Regions from separate parts of the Mus musculus genome. Here all the other regions are linked to region 4. A link is a contact called in public Hi-C and HiChIP or PLAC-seq data. All regions are on one chromosome and are shown on one strand. The core of a region is the stretch at or near the end of the contact, and the rest is flanking DNA. Distances in the headings are between cores, read along the strand shown. Region 1 has its middle 14 kb from the start of Cemip. Region 2 overlaps Cemip (cell migration inducing protein, hyaluronan binding). Region 3 overlaps Gm31284 (a long non-coding RNA gene). Region 4 overlaps Arnt2 (aryl hydrocarbon receptor nuclear translocator 2).

Region 1 (3,345 bases), core at 497-2,996, 170 kb before region 4:
ATAAGAAAGCAGGCTGAGCAAACCAGGGAAGCAAGCCAGTAAGAAACATCCCTCCATGGCCTCTGCATCAGCTCCTGCTTCCTGACCTGCTTGAGTTCCAGTCCTGACTTCCTTTGGTGATGAACAGCTACATGGAAGTGTAAGCTGAATAAACCCTTTCCTCCCCAACTTGCTTCTTGGTCATGATGTTTGTGCAGTAATAGAAACCCTGACTAAGACATCACTGAACCCCCAGAACAAGAGTGTCAGAATGTGTTCTCTGAGTCAGAGGCAAAATGCTGAACCTGGTATGTCAATCACTCTAAGATCTGATTAAAAGATTATATATGGAGTGGGAGAGAAGAAGGCTTAAGAACATTGGCTGCTCTTCTAGAGGATCTGGGTTTGAATCCCAGTGCCCACACAGCCATTCACAAAGCACCTGTAAGTCTAGTTCTAGAGATTCTTATGTCCTCTTCTGACTTCTGGCAGGTAATAATATGCACATGGTGCATAGACAAACATGCAGGCAGAAACACTCATGCATATAAAATAAAAAAATATTTAAAAGACTGTATTATACATTTTCTATACATTAGTTATATGTCAGGTAGTCTTGGTTCTAAGAAACAGCCTGGGGTTTTTACTGAAAGGGGCAGAAGTCACCTCTAAAATGACAGACAACATGTGGCTTGAAGAATACGCCCTTAGTCTCATCAATCTATCCATTGCCTGAGATTTTCTTAAGCTGCTTGAGAACCTGGGGCACAGGAGGGGTCTAAGTGCACCTCACAAGGACCCTTCCTAACCAGGGCCTAGTGTGACAACGGAGACGCCTGAGGCATGGTGCTTGCAAAGAGCATTGTCTTTGATGGACAACTGAGTGAGTATATTTGCATATACTAAATAAAGGAGTTGTACCTAGAGTCAATGAGGAATTACTATGAAAAAAGAATACAGAAGCTACCAGGTGACTAGGCACGGGCCTCAGACAGACAATTTCCCTGTGTACGAAGGGATTTTAGCCAGCTTGAGTGTGGCAAGCATAGCTCTGGCAGGCCTGCCCTTCTCCCTGATTCCCTCTCCCTTGCTAAAATCTGAAGATTACATTCTTGAAGGTAGCCCCCAAAATCCCTATTCCCTTATTTGGCCACTTCCTCCTCCTGAGGCTAACTACCAAGGTTCAGCTCTTTAAGTATTAAAGTCCAGCAATCAAAAGTCTCCTTTGGCTCACCTAGTTAACATGCCAGTTAGAATCAAACACCTCATCCTAACACAGGGTTTCCCCATGTACCCTTACCCTTATAAACTAGCATTTTCCTAATGACCACATCTGTCTCCTCTCTAACCAGAGGCAGTCCTTTGACCCACTTTAGGACAAATGCCCCTTACCCCTCTTTCTTGTTCCCTTCTCCTTCTCTCTCATCCTCTACCTCCTGTCTTTGTCCCTTATCCCTGTCCTCTGTCCCTCTGGGCAAAGACATCTCCTTTGTACTGAGAACTTAGTCTGACAACTTGGTCTTTGGGGTCCTGAGCCCAAAGGATACCTTCCCTCTCAATAGAAAATTGTCAAATGTCCCGTGTGATTTCGAAATATTCTTATCTCTTGAATGATCAGGGATATAATATTTAATATTTAGGCAAAATACACCAAGTCAGATACAAGTGGTGAAGTCTAGAACTCTAATCCAATGTGGAGAGGAGACATTGCACCCTGGCTTTCAAAAATGAGTTGGCATAGTTCTAGTGGGGCTGAAGGCACATCCCTAAGACTCAGCTGTACTCCACCCTTGGCAGTGGACCAATATCATCTGGGAGATTCTATGAAATGTGTAGTCTCAAATCATCATGGATGTACTAAGTCAAAATCTGCATAATGGGAGTGCACATGGAGACGAGGAACCCTTTTTAGGGCAGCTTTTTCACTTTTACATGCCCACCTGGGAATCTGGAGGTATTTTGTTTAAAAGTCCACATGCCCAGAGCAACTGTGATAGTTTGCATATGCTTGGCCCAGGGAGTGGCACTATTAGGAAGTGTGGCCATGTGGGAGTAGGTGAGTCACTGTGGTCGAGAGCTTTAGTACCCCTGTCCTAGCTGCCTGGAAGTCAGTATCTGCTAGCAGCCTTCAGATGAAGATGTAGAACACTCAGCTCCTCCTGCACCATGCCTGTCTGGACACTGCCATGTTCCCACCATGATAATGGATTGAGCCTCCGAACCTGTAAGCCATCCCCAATTAAATGTTGTCCTTACAAGAGTCGCCTCACAGCAGTAAACTCTGAGACTGTAACAAAATCAGAATCTGTGAGGGTGAGGATTCAGGCACCAACATAGTTAAATGCAGCTTGGGAATTTCAACACATTAGTAAGATTAAGGACCATCAGGAAGAAGTCTTAAATCATGAGATGTGCAAAACCTGTTTGTTAAGAAAAAAAACTGGGACTGGAGAGATGGCTCAGCCATTAAAGGCTAGGCTCACAACCAAAAATATAAGAAAAACATGGAATTCAAATGAAATGCCCATTGTTCATCCATAGCATAAATTGGAATATATTCATAGAATAGCAACAAATACTCATGTGCTATAGCTACATGAATTAATAGGGGCTGCAGTCTGGATCTGGAATGCATCCCCAAAGCCCATGTGCTACGTCTAGAAACTTAGCCATTTCTTCTAAATTTCAAATTTATTCAGTGTATGCTTACAGAATAGTCCCCAAGGATCCCCTGGATTTCAGTAGTATCTGTAAAAATGGCTCTTGTTCATCTCATTTCAAGTTCTATTCATGTTAATGACTTGGCCCTCACCTTGGTGCTACCAGGACATATTCAAGACCTTTGAGAGGTGGTGTATAGTGAGAGATTAGGCCACTAAAGGGTGACTTCTAAGGGAATTATGGGACTCCACTGCATTCCTCATCGTTTTCCTGATTTGTCACATACTCCTGTAACGATCTTCCACACCACATAAACAAAAAGCATGGAGCCAATGAATGTGGATTGTAATCTCCAAAGCTAGATCAAAACTAAATTATAACTAAATTGAAATTATTTCTCTTTTGGGGTGGCTTATCTGAGATGTTGTTACAGCAATGGAAAGCTAACTGACACACAATAAAACGTGACTAAAAAATTAATGCAAGGATCAGTGAAACATGAATTGGTTACTTGAAAAGATTAACAAGACTGGTAAGCCCTTGGTGAAACTGACAGAGAGAGAGAGAGAGAGAGAGAGAGAGAGAGAGAGAGAGAGAGAGAGATTAATATAATTTGTGATGAGAGGAACAAGAACAATCACAGAAAATACAACTGAAATTCAAAGATTCATTGGGGAATATTCTGAAAACATGCACTGAATAAAC
Region 2 (3,263 bases), core at 697-3,196, 250 kb before region 4:
CAGAGGCGGGAGAATTGTAAATTTTAGGTCAGCCCAGGCTACATAGAGAGATCCTGAATCAAAAGACAAGAGTTGGGGAGGAGTCAGCTTAGGAAAATACCTGTACACACATACGCACATGCACACGCGCACACAGGCATGCAATTGCACTCAAGTGTGCCCAAGCACACATCAGCTGTACTCTCTGAATGTTCAGAGCAATGACTGGTGTTCGTAATTACTGAAAACAAGATGCTCTGGGAGAGATATGGCCTCTAAAATTAGAACACTGACTATAGTAGAGGCCACCCTCAGGTTCCTTGCCTGTGAGAAGGTACCAAGAGTGAAATGTAAGGAGAACATCTACCAAGTGCTTCAAGCAGCCCCTAGGCCCTCAAGCTCCAGCCCATGATGGGTTCCTAGCCAGAAATGGTGGCCAAGCAGCAAGCATAGCTCCTGCCTCCAGCTCCATGATGCTGGCCTGAGTTTAATCCAAGTTAACTGCATTGCCCAAGATCTTCCAGAAGCGCCTTCTGGAAAAAGCTACTCCTCACTGAGAGAGGGGATGGGTGTCCTGGCAGAGAGAAGAGGGGACTGTCACTTAGGGCTGTCCTTACTAGTTTACCCACAGCCGGCAGAAGTCCAGAGGATGGGTGACCAGACTCACCTGACTCTAGCCTTTTCCTGACTCTGTTTGCCACAGCAATTAAGTCTCTGAAGCTGTATTTAGAATCCTCTCCTTCAGTAACTTTGAAATATACATGCCATCAGAAATCACCTACTAATGCCCAAAGTACTCCTCCTACCTGACTGGAGCTTTGTGCCTGGTCCTTAGATTCTCCTTACCTCATCTAGGGTGATAGCTCTGCCAATTACTCTGATATAATCATTCCACCATGTGTGAGTGCATCAAAATATAACCTTGTAGTCTAGAGGCATAATTCAGTGGGTAGACTGCTTGCCTAACACACATGAAGCACTAGGTTCAATCCCTAGCACTGTATAAAGCAACAGAGTGGCATATGCAATCGACCACAACCCTTGGGAAGTGGAGCTAGGAGATTAGAAGTTCAAGGTTTCCCTTGGCTACATAACAAGTTTGAGACCAGATTGAGCTCCACAAGACACTGTCTCAGAACAAGATGAAAAAGAAACACCACTTTGTAGCACACTTGCCAATATATAGGAGGCATAAAACATGAGAGTGGGGGGGCCCCACAGAGCCCTTGACTTACTCAAGGAATAAAATGCAACCTCAATTCTGGTCAGCACATGTTTTGCATATTATATTGAACAAAAAGAAATTGTTCACATTCAACTGTTACAAAAACGTGGGGCCCATAAAATTCAACCTGTTCATTTAGCTGCTCAGTGCATACAGACACCATTGTGTCTGAGCCCGAGGGGTGAGGTGGGGACACAAGATTAGAGGGACAGAGCTGCCTTTAGAGTGTGTGTTGACCTTTTTTTTAAAAAAATCTAATCTCCCTGTTTGCATTTCTTTCCTAGGGTACCCCACCTTTTACTCTGAGATCTATGCCTTGAAACCGAGCCAGTCACATTCTTAGGGGACGGGGCACCAGAGGCTTCACCATGAGCAAAGTCTGCACTCTGTTCAGATCATCAGAAGTGAGAGATTGTAGGGTTGCCTCCTGTAGCCAGGTTTACCCTGGAGACTGGGAGACTCTCCCATTAGTAAAATTATTAGACCAGGATTTTTAGCAACTGAACACGAGTGGTCATTTTTATCCTGACCCCCAATCCCATTTTATGTTGACTTTTGATTCCAGGATAAGCACTTGCCTTCTGCTATCTCTAGCATGTATGCTGGCTGAAGGCAGCCAACATTGATTCCTGTACTGGCAACCAGAAGAGCCCAACTCCCTCACCCGATAAGGACAGTCTGACTTCTGCATGGACTTCTGTACTGTTCCACAGCCACTCCTGTGTGCATTGGACTCATTGTCTTTCATGCTTAACATGTCGTAAAAACAGAGGAAGTGATTCTCTGACTCATTCTGTATCCCAGGGAAGGACCCCAGGGTCACCTGGATGACCTGGGAGGATTCATGATGATGAGGCAGAGGGTGTGGACCACAGGGCGATGCCCACAGCTACTCAGATATCTATAAGGGTGTGCTGGAATCCACATCAGAACCAAGATGGGAGCAAAATCAAATAAACTGAGAAAGTTAAAGGCAGTCTTCCTCCTCCTTTGGGGTTAAAAATGAGGTAAGCCCCACCTTGTTTGTCTGGTCTCCAGGGTCCTGACATAGGATGAAGGGAGGAGAGACTGAAGGGAGGAGAGACAGCCCTTCCGAAGGTGTTGACATAAAAGAACTTAACTTAGATTAGGGACAAAGGTTGGGTTTTTTGTTTTCTTGTTTTTGGTTTTTTTTTTTTTTTGGTTTTGTAAAACAAAACCAAAAAAACAAAAACAAAAACGAAAAAAACAAAACAACAACAACAACAAAAAAAACCACATCTCAATTTAAAGGAAGACAGTGCAGAGGAAATGCCAGGCTGGCTCAGGAAGTTTCCTGTGTTATATCAATAGAGACTGTGCTTCATAGGGGATAAAAAAATATTCTCCCAGTGGCCACTTATCACTCTTTCTTCTCCAAGAAACAAAGGAAAGAAATTAAAAGTAGAGATTATTTCAAAGTAGTTTTCTGGTAAGGGGGCCTTCACTGTACTGGCCATTGAGAGCGATTTATCTACACCTCAGAAGTTAAGTGGTTTACACAAGCTCAGCATGAATCCTAGAGTCCAAATTATTAGTTGTTCAAGTCTTGCATTTTCTCCAGCTCAGAGAGGCAGAGGGTGTGGACCACAGGGCGATGCCCACAGCTATTCAGACATCTATAAGGGTGTGCTGGAATCCGCATCAGAACAGAGAGGGAGCAAAGTCAAATAAAAGGAATTAAGAATTCCACTAGCTCACAGTTACAAATTCTCAGGTGTCTCTCCCACTCTGCACCTTCCTCATCCCATACGACCTTTGTACCACCTTTGACCTCTCACCTTCTTTTCATTTCTCTAACTCAGGCTCTGTATTCTGAATCTGCAGTGGCCTCCACAGATACCTCCTGCCATCTCGTGACTATGTCACCTGCACTGCCCTCCCCTCACCGAGCATTCTCGACAGTGAGTCTGATGGCTTTTCATCCTTCTAAAATGTCAGTACCACAGGAGGGATTCATGTGGCTCCCAAATGATTCCCAGCCTCATCCCTCAAAACCTGTCATCCTCTGCTCCCTAGAGTGGACTCACCTAGACCTACC
Region 3 (3,308 bases), core at 330-2,829, 180 kb after region 4:
AGAAAGCCACAGTAAGCCACAGTGGCTCGGAGGGTAATCTCGCGGCATGGGGACTTGAGTTGAGATCTTCAGCACCCACATAAAAAAAAAAAAGCCAGGTGAAGATAAATGCCTCTGTAGTCCTAGCTCTGGAGGGCAGGAGGCAGACACATCACTAGAGCTAACTGGGCAACTGGTCAGTACCAGGTTCAGTGAGATACAGTCTCACGCAGGGTGGAGAGCAGTAGAGGAAAGGACATTGTAACTTTCAGCCCCTAGGAACATTCACGAGCACACACACACACACACACACACACACCCCATGCATAGTCACACAGATGCATGCACACTCACACACATGCATGCACATTTGCACACTCATGAAGACCCACATACAGCACTTACACAAAGAAACACTCTAACATGCCTTTTTAGATTATGATTCTTTAATCTGGAATAAATATGACATTCTTGTGCTTATTCAGTGTCTATACTGCAAGCTTAATTATGTGAATAAATATCTTCTTGACATGAATGGGAGTGGCGTAATTGGTTCCCGTGACCAAAGACAGCCTTTTCAAAGATTAACTGTCTCTCACCATATGTTTCATGAATTTCCTATTTTCCTGTCTAGTGTTGCAAAACCCATCCCAAATATAAATATTTCCCCTTACACATACACAAAACTTTTCTCTGCTTACTTTTCTTTGAAGCTTCTAAACAAAACTCCACCCTTGTGAACTCTAGCTAGCAAACAGAAATTTGCACCGCTAAATAAAATTGTAAATGCATGGTTAATGGATACCCTTTCCATCTGAGTTTTGTGTTTGAATAGACATTTAATTCCCAAGAAAATACTGATGTAAAGGACTTTCAAGTCTTTGGGGTTTGGTAAATCCCCATATTTCCATGCCTGTTGCTAAGCAGAGTTTTTATTTTGATGTGGTTTGCAAAAAAGACTTTATAAAGCCTTTCTTTTCAAAATGAAAATATAAAAAGCCAATGAATTGGCTTTAAAGAGCACATCAAACAACCTCTGCATAGTGAATGGAGAGGGAGCAGGCTCTGGACTCTCTGCTCACTAATCCATGAGTGGCTTAATCAGATTATAAAGACCCATGTGTAGCAGATGAGATACACCCTGTTGTGCACTTGTGCATCTGAAAGTTAATTTCTGCTTGAACTGATGTGGTTTGAAAACCAGGAACTTTTAATTGAATAGTTCCCTCAGTCTGAAGGTGGATCTTGGTTATTAAAGGTATATTCATTAATACACAGTGAAAAATATTACTTGTACATATTTGTCTCCCAACTTTCCATTAAAAAAGAACAGATTCAATTAAAGTTTAAAATTAGAACAAAAAAGGAACCAGAACATGAATGTCTACTCTAGGACAAAGTTGCTGTTTTATTTCCAGAATGAAATACATGTTCTCTTTCACACCAGCTGGCAGTTCTTGAAGATGATCACAATTGCTTCCTACCTGTGAGTTTTCACTTCCTCAGAAAACAATCTCCACAGTGTGGCTTAGACCTCATGTCTGGCTGCTAGAGACTGGAGCACAACACTGTGAGGCTGCTTTCAATGTGACTCCCCTCTCTCGGGCTGGCACTGCCCCCAGTTCTTACTGCTCTGATGAAGCTAGCAGCTGGCGTTGAGCTACACTATAGAGAAGCCCAGCTGGCAGGCCTGGAGATAGCCTGTTGTCAAGAGCTAGTACCTACCAACAACCACATGAGCTGGGAAGCAAGCTCTTCCTAGTCAGTCTCAAGGTGACTGAAGCCCCATCTACTGACTGGATGGTGGCTTGAGAGCTCTGAAACACAGGTCCTCTGAGCCCCACTAAAGCTGCGAGCTCATTCCTGCTGTTGCTCAGAGCTTCAGTGTATTTTGTAGTATAGCAGTAGCTATCGTGTTTGGTCTCAGCTGTTCCTGATGTTGTTCACCACTTAGGTACATGAGCCTAAAGAGACATCTTTAAACAAGATCAGAAATTGCAAGAAAATAATACATTTGCTGAACATGGTCATCTCTCAGAATCCACTGGGAATGATTGTAATGGACACACCCCTCCCGCCCCAAAATCTGAAGCTGTTCAAGTTCCTTGTATAAAATGGTGCCTAGAATTTGCATGCATCTTCCACATGCATTATCTCTAATTATAATTGTAAATGTGATGTGAAGGCTGTTTACGTAGTTGTCATGTTGTGTTGAGGAAATAAAAATAATTTTTACACTAAAACTACAGATTGTTTTAAAAAAACAAAACAAAACAAAACAAAATGAATTTTCTGTGCTTTTGGTTCCATCCCCAGATGTAGAAGCTGCAGGCAAGGAGCTAAGTGCACCATGCTTTGATGTCACGTGAAACAGGCAACAAATTCAAAGCAGCTGATTATTCTTTCTTGTTTCACAAAGAAGACTGAAAATCATAAATGCAATGGATAAATAAGAGAGTGGAAAAGTTCAATGCCTATGGCAATAACTAGGGTCTATCATTTCCAAATCCATTTAAATTGATGAGATTGGAAAAAAACAAAAACAAAAACAAAAAAAAAAAAGCAAAACCAAGCCAAACAATTACTAAGCCTGTGAATGCCCCAAGAGACTTGCAAAATAGATGTTGTCTTCTTTTTTTTTATTTAATTAATTATTTATTTAATCAGAAATAAGAGTATCCATTTGCAATAATTAAGTATAAGTCCTCAAAAATTAACACCATTATGTGGAAACAGGTAGAAACTGAAGACATTGAGAACAAATTTTTACAATTTGACATGTACATTTTTTTAAATACTAAAGTATTATCTTAAGCCATTACTATTTTGATGATGTAAAGAACAAGGTTATATGGCCAGTTATTTTTGTGTTCTTATGAGTTGTATATGCATAAACAATTGCAAAATTGCAAATTCATAGTATCTGAGGGATGAACAACTTTAAGCAATTGTAAACTCTGAGGACGCTCTCTCTCTCTCTCTCTCTCTATATATATATATATATATACTCTTAATATACAAATTAAAGCTTTATGTTTTAACATTTTAAAACACTGGCTACAGCACACTATTCGATTATCTGTGTTGAAGTAGGAGGAAACTCAAAAGAACAAACATGTGATCTAGTCACATATACTTCTCTCCCATAGAAGGGCTGTTTATAAATATAGTAGACGTATTCTTTATGGAATGCTTTGAGGAGAGATCTATGGAATGCCTCTAGGCAGGAATCTGACATTGGCCAAGGACAAGAAAACAAGCCTCAATCTTTAGGCTGTAATAGGAAAGCAGGCCAAGGTAGTAACTCCAATCTTCTTTTTTTCCACAGT
Region 4 (2,919 bases), core at 317-2,816:
TTCAATAGTGGCTGGAAGAAAGTGACCATCACCTGAGAGGTCACCAAAATGTTGGGGGTTGGTCTGGTGCTGCTATGCATTCAAGTGCTAAATTCCATACGCCAGTAAATTCTGTTGCCCCAAGATGAATTAATTTTTTATGTACATCAGCTTTTGTCTCGAAAGTCTTGCACCCAAATTATCTCTGATTGGTTAATCAAAGTTGCTGACAGCCTGTAGCTGGGTAGAAGAGAGGTAGGCAGGACAAAGGTTCCTGAGCTTGGGGCGGGGGGGGGGGGGGTCTCAGGTAGGGACTATAAGGGAGACCAAGGAGAGGAGGAAGAAGGAAGTCTTACCATGGGCTAATATGGACCATGAGCATGTGGCTATGAGGGCTAGCCCGATGAAGCAAGAACAGTGCAAATGAAGCATATGGCAAGCAATATATTGGGATTCAAGGCATGAACAGACAAAATAGCTTAGAGGGTTGATATCTGCCCAGCTCCGGTGCTTTAAGGCTTATTATCATTCTAAAGGTCTCTGTGTTCTTTATTTGGGTAATAGCTGGTTAAAAAGTAACTGTTGGTGTATTAATTTCAAGCATTAGTTATTAACTGTTTAAGTCACATTACACCAGGACCTCCACCGGGGCAGAGGGGGAAGCGTGCTAGAGTTCTGGGCATAACCTTCAGTTCTGGTTCTCCTCTGAGGGGCAGGAAAAGAAAGGACTAAGAGGCTCCCTGGGTTTGGAGCCCGTCATTGGAGGGGTCTCGTCTCATCTTGACTGGAAGTTGCTGCCTGGCTCTCAAAAAGACAGAACAGAATGGTTTCTTTGTGTCCAGCCCTCACTGAAGGCTGCTGCCTCCTGGCTGTACAACCTTCTGCCTCCTTTTGCATCCACCCCTTCTCTTCACTTTCCACCTACTATCAAGCAGGTAACTCCTACTAACGACCATGGGGTATATGTGATCATTGACCAGTTGGGCTTTAAGAATCCATGTTTGTACTCACACATATGTGTATGCATGTACACGTGCATACATGTATGCACACATACACCTACCATCACAGGGACACATGCATCTTTAGCCCTCCATGCACATACATATGAGTGCACACATGTAGCTATGGCTGTATGCACACATCAGGAGCTTGTGTCATGAGAACCCGAGACAACCTCAGACTAGTGCTATTTTAATAGCAGAGGCTTGGCCTAAGGATAATTGCATGTCACTCTCCAGAAGAGAGATGGGAAGTGAATGTCCAGGAGCTAGGATGGGCGAATGTGGAAAGACGGACATGACTGGTTTCTCAGAGTATCAAATCCCAAACACCAAGACCTGACCTCCTCAGTGAAGTGCACCCTGTGTGTTGCATCAGTCTGTTTTTCTGGGCTTCCATCTGTGTGGAAGGAACAGGAAGAAGTCAGAGGTGACAAAGAGCCTTTTCAGCAGTTTAGCACAAATGCTAAACACCCAATGCTTGCTTAACTCCTTCAGGAAGTTGCTTTTGGATGCTCTTAGCTGAAGGCTACCGAGCAAGCAACTCCTCACTCCTCCCCCCAAGCACAGGGCATGGGAGGAGCTTTCCTAACTAGCTGGCCTACTGCTGGCCTAGCTGACAAAACTCAAGAATGCTCTTGTCTGCTCACATGCTTGGTCAGCACCGCCCTCTACCGTCCAGAGCAAGCTTTTCATCCTTGCCACTGAACACCTGGTTTAGAAAACTGACATGTGTTGCTACTGCCGCTGCTGCAGGTGCCCCAGGGGCTTTCTGATTCACACAACTTCCAGGAGATGCTGAGAACGACTGACCTGAGACAGCAGAATAGCCCACCTCTGAACAAAATGCTTTTCTGTCTCATCACTGTCTGGCTTTCAGAAAGCCAACCCAGTCAGCCTGGCTGGCTTGCAGAGGAGGGTGACTTTGCTTCTATGCCTCCCCCTTGTCAGGGCTGCCTCCTGGGGGTGTTCCCTAGGCTCTGGGGGGGGGGTCCTGTCTTGTCTTCTTCTTCCTCTGTATCTGTCCACTGTCACCTGCCTACTTCTACCCATGCTTTCATGGTTTTGAAGCTCAAGCCTTGGGCTTCTGGGACTGGGTCCCCTCTTAAAGCAAGAACAGTAATGCAAGCATCTTGCCTGGCCTAGGCCATGTCCAGTCATGGTGGACAGGGGACATCAGCTTCATTAGCTGTGACCAGACATGTGACTCTGATGGCAGAAGGTAAATGAAGACTGGAAAAGAACAACGGTGAAAGATTTAAAAGCCCCCAACCATCCGCAACAAGGCTCCTCAGTCAGCTCTGCCCATCCAAATCTACAAAGCTGCTGGGTGCCCAGCCAGGGCACTGTTACTGTAGATAGGGTGGCTTGGACGTGCTATAGAAGTAGTTCATCAATAGGGAGGAGTTAGTGACAGGGAGATTTAGGAAGGTTGACAGTGAAGCTTAAGTTACACCCTCAAGAACAGCCTCACTCACAGGAATCCAGCGGCCTCAGAGCCCTTGCTGAGCACAGGCCTGTGTACACAACCACATACTGAGAAGGAACAAAGAGGGATAGGGGCAGAGAAGGAGGCAGGATCCAGAGAGGAAGTAGTTTTCCCTAGGATCCAAAGGGGGAAGATTCCAGAATAGTGTCCAGGACTCTGAATAGTTGGCTTGTTTTTCTATTTCCGTGACTTCTTGGCTAGGCAGCCTGAATTGGCAGGTGTGAGGCCATATTGGGAGAGATAAGCCTAGGGGTAGAGATCTGGTTTGCACAGGTGCTAAGAAGGTTAGGCTAGCTAGCATTGTCTTCTTCTGGCAAGAGCCTGGCACCTGAGAAGCCTGCTCAGCACCCTCTATACCTTGAACACAGCAGCAGCCAGGGCCTACCTAGCCCCGTGCATCTGGCTCTACTCTCATTTCCCAATCTTCCTTATTTTCATCAGACCTAGCAT

Evidence for each region. A called contact is a pair of places that touch in the nucleus more often than the background predicts. HiChIP or PLAC-seq counts read pairs in DNA pulled down with a chosen protein or histone mark.
Region 1: a contact with region 4 is called in an HNF4G HiChIP or PLAC-seq map of pancreatic cancer cells. The contact joins two enhancer-like sites. A contact is called at or near these places in 5 of 15 datasets of contacts at CTCF or cohesin (CD8 T cells, the NIH/3T3 cell line, embryonic stem cells and 2 more), 69 of 484 Hi-C or Micro-C datasets (the 3T3-L1 cell line, 3T3-L1-derived adipocytes, 8-cell embryo and 50 more), 10 of 115 datasets of contacts at active chromatin or transcription factors (a beta-TC-6 cell line, double positive thymocytes, embryonic stem cells and 7 more) and 3 of 9 other capture datasets (adipose tissue, liver and pancreatic islet).
Region 2: a contact with region 4 is called in a FOXA1 HiChIP or PLAC-seq map of pancreatic cancer cells. The contact joins two enhancer-like sites. A contact is called at or near these places in 2 of 484 Hi-C or Micro-C datasets (the AML12 cell line and embryonic fibroblasts), 3 of 115 datasets of contacts at active chromatin or transcription factors (embryonic stem cells, fibro-adipogenic progenitors and pancreatic cancer cells) and 2 of 9 other capture datasets (liver and pancreatic islet).
Region 3: a contact with region 4 is called in a Hi-C map of cerebral cortex, with 2.4 times the contacts expected there. The contact joins two enhancer-like sites. A contact is called at or near these places in 1 of 15 datasets of contacts at CTCF or cohesin (the NIH/3T3 cell line) and 11 of 484 Hi-C or Micro-C datasets (the BV-2 cell line, the HL-1 cell line, cerebral cortex and 6 more).

Annotation. Positions count from the first base shown.
Region 1 is chr7:84,098,860-84,102,204 of GRCm38.p6, forward strand. No RefSeq gene overlaps it. Among named protein-coding and RNA genes, the nearest start is that of Cemip, 14 kb to the left of the region's middle. Within about 2 kb of position 1,747, at least 6 of the 459 cell types and tissues checked have an H3K27ac peak or open chromatin away from gene starts, as enhancers often do. A contact at or near this core is called in pancreatic cancer cells, where this site is marked.
Region 2 is chr7:84,020,720-84,023,982 of GRCm38.p6, forward strand. The region is part of intron 1 of Cemip (cell migration inducing protein, hyaluronan binding); the gene reads right to left. Gm30440 (a long non-coding RNA gene) reads left to right here. Exons shown (of 9, transcript XR_378308.2): 7 at 1,489-2,211; 8 at 3,028-3,126. Among named protein-coding and RNA genes, the nearest start is that of Gm30440, 52 kb to the left of the region's middle. Within about 2 kb of position 1,947, at least 18 of the 459 cell types and tissues checked have an H3K27ac peak or open chromatin away from gene starts, as enhancers often do. A contact at or near this core is called in pancreatic cancer cells, where this site is marked.
Region 3 is chr7:84,447,677-84,450,984 of GRCm38.p6, forward strand. All of the region lies in intron 1 of Gm31284 (a long non-coding RNA gene), which reads left to right. Among named protein-coding and RNA genes, the nearest start is that of Gm31284, 19 kb to the left of the region's middle. Within about 2 kb of position 1,580, at least 32 of the 459 cell types and tissues checked have an H3K27ac peak or open chromatin away from gene starts, as enhancers often do. A contact at or near this core is called in cerebral cortex, where this site is marked.
Region 4 is chr7:84,271,000-84,273,918 of GRCm38.p6, forward strand. All of the region lies in intron 12 of Arnt2 (aryl hydrocarbon receptor nuclear translocator 2), which reads right to left. Among named protein-coding and RNA genes, the nearest start is that of Gm26708, 39 kb to the left of the region's middle. Within about 2 kb of position 1,567, at least 80 of the 459 cell types and tissues checked have an H3K27ac peak or open chromatin away from gene starts, as enhancers often do. A contact at or near this core is called in cerebral cortex and pancreatic cancer cells, where this site is marked.